Linked DNA regions of Mus musculus: region 1 is linked to region 2. A link is a contact called in public Hi-C data. All regions are on one chromosome and are shown on one strand. Each heading gives the region's core, a stretch centred on a gene start, on an enhancer-like site or on the middle of the called end of the contact. The rest is flanking DNA. Distances are from core to core; before and after follow the strand shown.

Region 1 (5,620 bases), core at 72-2,571, 3.4 Mb before region 2:
CGTCCACGGCTGTGACCAAATACCTGACATTAGCAACTTAAAAGGACAAATGACTCCGGCCCATGCTTTCAGTAGTTCCATGGCTTCTATGCTGCTGGCAAGCCAGCATATGACAGAAGGGTGTGTGGAGGAAAGCTGTTCATCTCATGATAGCTGAGAAAGGTTAGGAGCTGTGTGGAGGAGTGGGGTGGGGGGCATGTGTCCAAGGCATTCCTCCAGCAACACGCCTCCTCTAACTACACCCCATTTCCTAGTTTCCTCTACCTCTCAACACCATTGAAGTATGAAGCCACCGTTGGATTAGGCCAGAGCCCTCATGGTCCAACTGTCCCTAACCTTAAACCCACAGGCTGTCAAGGGGCAGTGCTATATTCAAACCATAACACTTTCAAGAGACTCTGGCATGCCCTTTGATCGGTGAGGTGGGTGGGCCTCTGGAAAATGGAAAACAGTCCCATGAATCTGGTGGTGCCAAGGAGGGCCAGGCTTTGTAGGGAAGGTTGGGAACAGTCAATGCTTGGCCAACTGGAAGCAGAGCAGGAGGCTGAGGAGGGGCAGCCATGGCTACAGGCGAGCGGAAAGAAACACAAGAGTGCCCTGCAGTGCACCTCAGCTACAGACAGAACACTGCACACCCGAGCCGGCCGGTTAGTCAGTGTTTCCCAGTCAGCACTGGCTGCCTGCCTGGGAGGGAGGAGCCTGTACCCACACCGGGTCAGTACCAGGCAGGGGAGAGGAAGTGGGCAAGTGTGCCCTCGCACGTTCGTACGCACCCTGCTGGCCTGAGTCAGTAGCAAGGATTGCCAGTGGATCTGCTCGGAAGCCGGACAGAGGAGAGCAGCCCACAGGTCATTTTTTTTAAATTAGGTACACACCGAGGTCATGGGAAACACCAGTTAACAGAGGGTCGGCAAGATGGAGAGCCTCACAGCTGCCTCACTGTTCACCTGATGGTCTTGCTGTTCCATTGCACTGTATCATGTACGAGGATTATTTTCATAAACACACACACACTCACACACACACACACACACACACACACACACACACACACACTTCACTCACTGGCCAATGCCTCCTTCTCCCAGTCTCTGACAGAAACTGCAGGCAGATGAACACAAGGCAGCCCCCACCCTCACCCACCCACCCCTTCCCCTGCCCTCAGATGGAGGCACTGTGTGACCCCACACATTCCTGTGGTTGGTTCTCAGGATTCCAGGAACCATGGCAACCACAGCTGCTTCCCTGGAGGCCACAGGGCACCAGAGTCAGGATCTGGGCCCCAGAACAATCTAACTCCTGTCCCTTCCCATGTCAATAGAGAGTGCAGGGCATTCTCTGGCCGGATGCAAGCATGTGCTGGCGGCTGGTGACTCTGACACGGTTTCTGTCTAAGGGCGAGGACAGATGCCAACAGCAAACACCTGTCCAGATGATCCACAGAAGCATGCTGGGGGCGGGGGGCAGCCTTGATGCTGAATCACTTTTGTTTTCTAAAAATAACATGTATTTAAAAAAAAAACCCTCCATATTCCTAACGAAATAAAATAGCCTACAATTATCTAAAAAAAAAAAAAAAAAACGGTCAGCGGCCAATCCCACAGGGAAATGCTGGTCAGCAGCCCTAGATGCCTTGTGTCCTCAGGTCTCAGCAGATCTTATCAGTTGGCACCTGTCTTGCCTCTCTGCCTCCCCATCACTCCTCATGTCGGCATCATGACCCCTGAGTTGTTGTTATGCTTTTCCAAGGCGCCTGGAATGGCTTAGCAAACGCTATCCAACACATGAGTTGACAAGTGGCCACGCCCCCACGCCCATCACTTACTTTCTAACTCCGCCCATTACTGTGCTCACTGTTCCCATCTTTCTCCCACGCTCCCCCTGCAGCCTGTTAGGCAGAACCCTGTGGACAAAGGGCCAGCAAGATGCACTTGAGCCTCTCCCTACAAGACCATCCTCCCCAAATCCACCCTGGCATGGCCTCTCTCCTCTCCCTGTTCAAAGTTTTCAGTGATTCCTATTGGCCATGGATATATTTAGGACGATTTATTTTTCCCGGTCTTGCCTCTGGTGCCACTATGTGGTCCACTGTGGCCATTAATGCAGTCTTCATTATATTTGTAGACAGGATGTATACCTGTCTTTACAGGCTACATGTTCATATACATGCTCACACATGAAGCCATGCCAAGTACTACACACAGTAGCTGTGCGCCTATACACACAGGGCACATGTGAACACCCAGGGGCTATGGTCCACATTGGCTATGTGTGCCTTAGCAGCTGATGTCCCTTGAACATCTGCTGCCCTTTCCCCTTCCTTCTGAGGGACCCGGTTGCAGGCTGTATGAGGGACAAGGACATTAGAACCCTGCCTTCCTGGGGGCAGTACCTGGCAGCATGCTATGCACAGGGGCATCAATGTTGACATCCTGCAGGTGCTTCAAGGTCTCTGTGTGGAAGAGGCGGAGGGTGGACCCCGAGGTGAAGGCAATCCAGATGCCAACGCCAGCCACAGCCATGTGGGAGATGACCATCCCTTCATCTTGGTGGGCCTCCAGCTGATTCTGGGGGAATGGAGGAAATGAGGTCACACAGGGTATCGAGGGGTACAGCCAGAGTCTACAACAGTGCTGAGGGCAAAGATGCCACACGGCGGGGCTAGGCTGAGTCACTCCTGGGGATCATGGGGTCTGGGTAGAGATCAAACCCGTGACTGTCAGAGCAGTGGCCTCCGTTCACAGCCACAGAATAGCACCCGTGGGCACAACGCTCTTGAGGCTTCCCCGAGCAGGCAAGTCACTCACAGAACCCAACGCTACTTGCCTTTTATCATGGTACCTTCACAAGCTGAGAGAACAAACTCAACACAACATGAAAGGGGCTACAGGGCGAATGGCTGCTGGCTTAGATCCCTAAGGAGACCCAGCCCACTGAGCAGCACAGCCGTGGGTACCTGGGAGGAGGTCCTTCTCTCCAATCCAGATAAAGCCTGCCGCTCTCCCTCAGACGTAACAGTCCTAGGGTTGCTTCCCTTGAGCCCTGCCTGAAGCAAGCAGCCCTGCCCACAGGGCACTCATTCCCCAATGGGCACCCTCACGGCATCGTTACCGCACAAGGCCTTGCTGGCACACCTCAGCTATACGGTCATCTTGAGACCAGAGGGGGTGTAGAGGCCAAAGCCAAGCCAAGGTGCGGCGTAACAGCACCACAGAAAGTCAAGTAATTCACAGTCAGCATCAATCTTGCCTCTCTAAATCTCAACAACTTAAAATGCTCAGGGGTGGGGGTGAGGGGAGAGACGGGGACAGACATAGCTCTGTGTCCTAAGAGAACAAGGGTGCGCAGCACATGACCCATCAATCGCAGAGGCAACAGGCTTGCCAAGGTTGCAGTAACCCACACCCACACAGATGCTCCCAGAAGAGCTGGGCTGAGCTAAGCTACAGCCTGCATTAACTGTATCTCATTTCAATGGAAGATTCCAGGGTAGGAGTGGCTTTGCTTGTCTGTGGTGGCAGAACCCAGGTTAGGAGCTGTATGGGGATGTCTCCCAACCTTGTCTCCTCGGCCTGTTTTTCAGGCTGCTTGATGCTGGCACACACAAACTAGATTGATTTTTGGATATTGATCTTGTAACCTCCGACCTTGCTGAATTTTAGGTTTTCTTGTTGTTGTTGATGTTTTGTTTGATTTTTTTAATCTGCCAGTGTTGTCCCAGATTCCTTAGGGATTCTGTATTCAAGACTATAGCTTAGCAAATTCTCCTCCGTCCAACCCGACAACACCCACTCAGCCCAACCCCAGCATCTCAGGTAATAACAGTCAACTCTGTGTGGGCAGAGGAGGAGGCGGGCCCCTGAGTCCTCTTTGTGTGTTCACTTACGCTGTTGCCATGCCAACACACAGCTTCCTCTATGTGCCCTGAGACGCTAGCACTGGCCTGGCCCCCAGACTCCTCTCTGTGGGTTCATGTTGTGCACGGTCTGTCTGATGTTCACTGGACGGCCCTGGGGACAGTCTTCCTAGATGCCTTCGCACGGAGAATGGACTCTGTGGCCGGCACTGCCACCCCCACAGGGGCTGTCTGCTTCACTCTGGAGCTCAGGCTGGGTACAGGGACACTTCCTGGGATGCTGAAGAAGGCTGCTGCCCACTAGTCTCGGTGCTGGCATGGTCTTCAGGGTTCTGAGATGCACACCCGTCCACCCACACACACCCTGCACAGTCAGGCATCACTGGAGGAGGAAGTCTGGATCGACAGACACCTCTGCTTCCTGCGTAACTCTGGCCTTAGCACATTGGGTAGATCACTGCGATTGAACTCAGGTCACAAAGAAGCAGGGACCTTCCACGTAGAGCTTGTAATCCAGACACAAGGAATGCACGTCCCCTGCCCAGGACCCTGCCCCTGAGGCAGCTGGGGTGCCTTGGTGGGGGTGCAGGGGGGGGGCTGTGATCCAGTGCCAGGGACTGGAGAAAGAGGTGGCTCTGAATCTCATGCCTGGTCCAAGCAAGGGACGTGGGGTCAGCGGAGGGTCAGACTGCTCTGTGTACTGTTCTCATGACACAGCTAAGCTCATACCTGCCCAGCTCTGGAAATTAGCATCACTTCCTCATTGCAGTTACTCTGTGGAGGTCAAGGCAGGACAGTTTGCCTTGCATTACCGGGTTTCTGTAAGTGCTGAACTGAAGGAGCCTTCCCTTCCCACCCGTTGTCCTGTGCTCTCGGAGGGTGCAGAACTGTCTGCAGGGATAGATGGTCCTCTGCGCATTTGGGGGCACAAATCTTGATCAGGGCTGCCCGTCATTTGAGTTCAGGGTGGAACAGTGACTGCCCCAGGGAACCTGCGGAAGCTGAGTCACAGGACTTTCAGGGAGGCTTGAGAAAGCAGAGCAAGAAACCGGAGGATCAAACAGCGGGTCCCTCCTTCCTCTCCATGTCACACACCTACCCAGCCTTCCCCGGAAGCACATGTGGCCAGCTGCAGCTCCAGGGTCTCCAGTCCCCAGCAACCTTCTCAAGCACTTGATGGAGTGGCAGGGTCATCTTCCAAGAAAGCACATTTCATAACACCTGGTCGGTATCTAGGGTCTCTGGATGCTCAATATCACATGGAAAGTGGGCGATGTGACGTCTGCATCAGGGCCTTAAGGACCAAGGCGCTAGCTCCAGCAGACTTGGCTGTTCCCATCTCTGCCTGCAGACCAGGAAGCTGGGAGGAAGCCCAGACCTCTTGCCCTGGATCCCATACACTGGGCTGAGAGATCTAGGTTCCTGCTACTGTGGGGTCCTCCTGGCCCTGTCAGACCCGCTCTGCCCTCTCACTTGGTCATCACTTGGTCCACACTTCAACCTGAGGACTACAGTTCCTCCTGGAGTCACATCACTATGACACTCTCTGTATCCCTTCCCATGCCTTCCTTGTGAACTCTGCTTATCTTTATGGAAGTGGTGACAAGGCCCTATGGTTTGCTTTTTGCAACCATAACCATATACACAGACTCAGGGCAGATACAGTGATTGGACATTACAAGGCCAGTTCTGACCTGGGCATGGCTTTACCATGCCTGCTGAGGGCTGGGCAGAATGGAGTCACCAGAGCTCCACAGCACCCGA
Region 2 (4,871 bases), core at 1,629-4,128:
GCAAGATGGCTTAGCTGGAAAAGACCATCAAGCTTGACAACTTGAGTTCACTCCCTGTGATCCCCACATGGTAGAAAGGAACACCCCCAATGTGTCCTCTGACTTCCACATTGTCATACATATATAAATACATGTAATTTTTTTAGGAATGGTGACTTGAACTGGGTTTTCTCTGCGGTATTACTGTGATAAATCACCCTGATTCATCAATTCACCCAATCAGTCTGTGCACAAGGTCAATACACAGGCGGAGTGCACGGTTAAGCACCAGCGAGTGGGTTATATTTATCATTTTCTGGTTTTTTTTTAAGATCTATTTATTTATTATATGTAAGTACACTGTAGCTGTCTTCAGACACTCCAGAAGTGGGCATCAGATCTCATTACAGATGGTTGTGAGCCACCATGTGGTTGCTGGGATTTGAACTCTGGACCTTTGGAAGAGCAGTCGGTGCTCTTATTCACTGAGCAACCTCACCAGCTCATTTTCTGTTTTTTTTTTTATTAAGATATTTTATAATCTGTGTATGGGTGTTTTGTCTGCATGTGTGTCTGTGTAGTGTGTGCACGCAGTGTCTGTAGAAGCCAGAAGGCAGCATCAGATCTGGAACTGGAGTTACAGGCAGTTGAGAGCTGTGGATGCTGGGAATCAAACCAGAATACTATGGAAGGGCAGCCAGTCCTCTTAACTCCTGAGCCATCTCTTCAGTCCCTACAATTTTTTTTTTTTTTTAAAGATAGGTTAATACTATTCTTTAGGCTGGACCAGAACTCCCATGGAGTCCCAGCCTGGTCTCAAACCCCTGAAGAGTTTTAGCTTGAGCCTCCCTTCAGGTTCTAGGATCACAGGTGGGAGCCATCACACACATCCCACAAACGTCTGAAGGACTCTCCGAAGGCTTAACAAGGAGCAGACTTTTTGCCAGTTGAGGTGGAACACATGAGAGTCGGCTTTGCAGCAGACAGAAAACACCATTGTTGGTTTTGAAATCATGATCTCCTGTGGCCAAGCCAAACATGCCAGCCATTCAAAATCATGGAAGGTTTGGCTCCCAGACTTCCTAGAGCTGTTTTTCTAAACTGCCGGCCCCGGCTCTTCCCCGGCTTCGGCATTCTGGCCTGCGGGTTCTGGGTTTTAAACAGGCACACCTCATATCAGAGGCAACGCTTTCTCTATCAGGGATCTCACTGCCTGCATAGGAAGTTTTGGGGGTACTTTCTCAGGCCAAGCTCCTTGCTGAATTTGCGGGATACAGCAAGGAGTTCAATTTACAGTTCCGAACTGAAGGAGAGGGACAAGCTCACACTTGTAGTCCCCAAACTGGGGGAGACTGAGGCAGGAGGGGCTTAAAGCCAGGTAGGCTAGAGTCAGCCTGGGCTACTGAGTGAAACCGTTGCTCAGCAACTGGGGTGCAGGGTACAGAAAGAGAAGTTCACATTGCCATAGAAGTGAGACAAATAAGTGCACACACATTTACAATGACAAACTGCCACGATGGCAGGTAACTGTGAGGAAGAATGATATTCCTGGAGAACTTGGGACATTTGGAGACCACGAATTTGACTACCATAGTGCATAGAACACAGTCTGTATTACCTGGAAGTCTAGCTTCGGGCAAGCAGTTAGAGGACAGAACTTTCAGGAAAAAAGTAGGGAACAACATGTCTGCCTAATCATTTGCCTTTCAAGAGAGCATCAAAGAAAGGGGGGAGGCCGGGCGTGGTGGCGCATGCCTTTAATCCCAGCACTCGGGAGGCAGAGGCAGGTGGATTTCTGAGTTCGAGGCCAGCCTGGTCTACAAAGTGAGTTCCAGGACAGCCAGGGCTACACAGAGAAACCCTGTCTCCAAAAACCAAAAAAAAAAAAAAAAAAAAAAGGGTGGGGAAGACCAAAAATACTGAAAGACCTGAGCATGCTTAGTATCAGACAGACTTGACTGGACAAGCAAAGGACTCTTTACTTTTGTAAGCCACCAGTAGGGGTGCATTTGTGGGGGTAATTTGAATGTAACTCCAAACAGTCCTCAAGAGATGAACGATAGACTTCTGCTCTCGTTTTCATTTGTTTTTAAGGCAGGGTCTCTTGCAGCTGAGGCAGGTCTTGAACTCATTGCTGCTCCTGTATCTCTCTCCCAAAATCTTTGATTATCGATGGATGCCACTATTTTGACTCTAAAAAGTTTTAAATGATTTATTCTTATGTGTAACGGTATTTTTGCCTGGATGTCTGTCTGCGGACCACATGCATGTAGTGTCTGATGAGTCCAGAAGAAGCCTTGGCCCCTCTTGGAACAAGAATTACAAACTTTTGAGTAGCCGTGTGGATGCTAGGACTCAAACCCGGGTCCTCTGGAAGGGCAGTCGTTTCTCCAACAGGCATTTCCAGTTACAGGTTCTTGAGGAAAGGATCATTTCCTGGTGTGGTTCTTTCATTCTAAGCCCATAGAACAGTAAGAAGTACACAAATACTGCATGTACAGGGTTGCAGACAGCAGTTTGGTATGTAGTATTGATCTACACGTACTGATTGTGGCAAGGTACATACTTGCAGATATGCTGTACGTATGATGGGGTACAGGGTGTGTTAAGGCGCACATATTGAGGTGTTTAAATGAGGACATGATGACCGCGGGATGGTGTATAGTGTGTTGGAGTGGTGTGCTGAGATTGGGTACATATTGCGGGGCACACCGGGTCCCAGCAGCAGACACAATGATGTACACCGAGCCCAAGTTACCCATAAGGAAAGGCGAGGAGATCTGCGCTAAAATGGGGAAGGGTTCGAAGTTCCCGCCTCTCTTCCGCTGCCACCGTGCCCAAATGCCTAAATATTGCCAGACTTCAGGCAGAGTGTAGCCTCTTCCGGGAGTGGGCGGAGCCCCATGAGGAACGGGCGTGGCTTCTGGTTCGCCCGGCTGGGCCTGGCCTGCAGGATCTTGCCTTCCGCCTGTTCGCTGGATCTGTCCCCAATATGCTGCGGGCGCGCGGGCCTGGGCCCGGCGCTCTGCTGCTCCGGGCCGCGCTGGGTCTCGGGCGGCGCGGGCGGTCATGGCAACGGCCGCAAGGCCAGGACACCGGCGTGCAGGTGCATAACAGCCTCACTGGCAGGAAGGAGCCGCTGATAGTGGCCCGCTCGGACGCAGTCTCCTGGTGCGTGCGCCGGGAGAGGCAGGGCGGAGCGAGGCGGGGCGGGAAGGTGCGCAGGGGCAAGTCAATTCTGAAAGCCTGACGTGGTCTCCCGAGCGTCACTTAAACACCGCGCGTGTTCAGTGAAGGTTGTTAAGGAAGACTTAGGGCTCCTTTTACATATCTCACATGGTGGATCTTAATATGTTCCCAGGTATAGCTGTGGACCGACTGTGTACGACCATGCACATCTTGGCCATGCTTGGTGAGTTTCCTAGATTTGAACCTTTGACAAAGTCAGAGGGTTATTTATTGTGCAAAGAGTAAACTGTTAGCTTGTTTTATAATCTGTTAAGTGAACTGAGTGATGATTGCATTCTGGGAATTGTGAGACACCGGAATGTTGGTCTCTTTGGTCTTCATAGCTGTTTGGAGTTGCATACCCATTGGAGTTACTGTGAAGGAATAGAGAGTGACCCGTTTGCGAATTAGATGTTTCTAAGGTTGGTCCAGAGACCCGAATCCAACAGTGGGGGATCATTGCCTGGTCTTGGACGGATCACATTCTTGCTGGAATCATGGTTCTTATTTTGAGTGAAGACAGAAATGACAACATGACATCTTCATGGCAGTTTCTGGAAATGTCTATGAAGTGCCGCTTAGCACAGCGCCCCCAAGTGTTCTAAGTGCTCCACCACTGACCCACTGACCGAATACTGTCTTGCTAGACTCCAGGGAGCATTGGAGCAGTATTTGTTGACATTTCCCATCTCTTGATATTTTAGTTGTTGTCTTGCACTTTTTTGTTTGTTTGTTGTTTTTGAGACTGAGTTTCTCTGTGTAGTCTTGGCTGTCCTGAAACTCACTTTATAGACCAGGCTGGTCTCAAACTCAGAGATGTCCCTGTCTTTGTTGGAATGCTGAGATAAAAGGTATACGCCTACTGCCTGACTCTTGCACAGTTTTAATTGGGTATTTTTAAAAAGATTTATTTATTTATTATATGTAAGTACACTGTAGCTGTCCTCAGATACTCCAGAAGAGGGCATCAGATTTCATTACGGATGGTTGTGAGCTACCATGTGGTTGCTGGGATTTGAACTCAGGACCTTAGGAAGAGCAGTCAGTGCTTTTAACCACTGAGCCATCTCGCCAGCATCCTTAATTGGGTATTTTTAGACCTAAATGAAACGCAAGTGTGGAGGCCAGAGGACATCCTCAGATGTCATCCTCAAGTGCTACCTTCTGTCTGTTTTGAGACAGAATCTCTCACTGCCTTGGAAGTCCACAAACAGGCCACGCTGGCCGGGAAGCTCGTCCCCAGGGTCCACCTGTCTCTGCCTCCAGCACTGGGGTAGTGGGGACAATCCGAGAGAACAAGAGTGGTAAAAAGCTCTTGTTGCTTGGCAGTGGTGGCGCACACCTTTAATGCCAGAGCTCTGGAGGCAAAGGCAGGTAGATCTCTGTGAGCTCAAGGCCAGCCTGGTCTACAGAGCAAGCTCCAGGACAGCTAGGACTACACAGAGAAACCCTGACCTAAAGCAACAAGAACAAAACAGTCTTGACATTGAGTTTTGTATCAGGATTTTTTACACACTTAAATACATGCAAACTCATCCAACAGCTTTAATCTTAAAAAAGGCAATACAGTGTCCCAAACTGATGTGATTGCTTTTGTTGCGTCTCACAAGGCCCTTCTGGGCCTCCAGGTGGGACCCAGTTTGTAAGAAAGTACTTGGCTTAGT

What was found. Hi-C and Micro-C count contacts between places; a contact is called where the count stands out from the background.
Region 1: a contact with region 2 is called in a Hi-C map of B cells, with 6 read pairs. The contact joins the enhancer-like site here to the promoter of Cars2 in region 2. A contact is called at or near these places in 3 of 484 Hi-C or Micro-C datasets (B cells, CD4 T cells and regulatory T cells).

What each region holds. Positions count from the first base shown.
Region 1 is chr8:14,988,007-14,993,626 of GRCm38.p6, reverse strand. Arhgef10 (Rho guanine nucleotide exchange factor (GEF) 10) reads right to left here. Exons shown (of 29, transcript NM_172751.3): 27 at 2,393-2,567. Among named protein-coding and RNA genes, the nearest start is that of Gm35149, 5.7 kb to the left of the region's middle. Within about 2 kb of position 1,321, at least 273 of the 459 cell types and tissues checked have an H3K27ac peak or open chromatin away from gene starts, as enhancers often do. A contact at or near this core is called in B cells and regulatory T cells, where this site is marked.
Region 2 is chr8:11,548,778-11,553,648 of GRCm38.p6, reverse strand. Cars2 (cysteinyl-tRNA synthetase 2 (mitochondrial)(putative)) reads left to right here and starts at 2,878. Exons shown (of 15, transcript NM_001359137.1): 1 at 2,878-3,150; 2 at 3,341-3,391. The coding sequence starts at 2,972.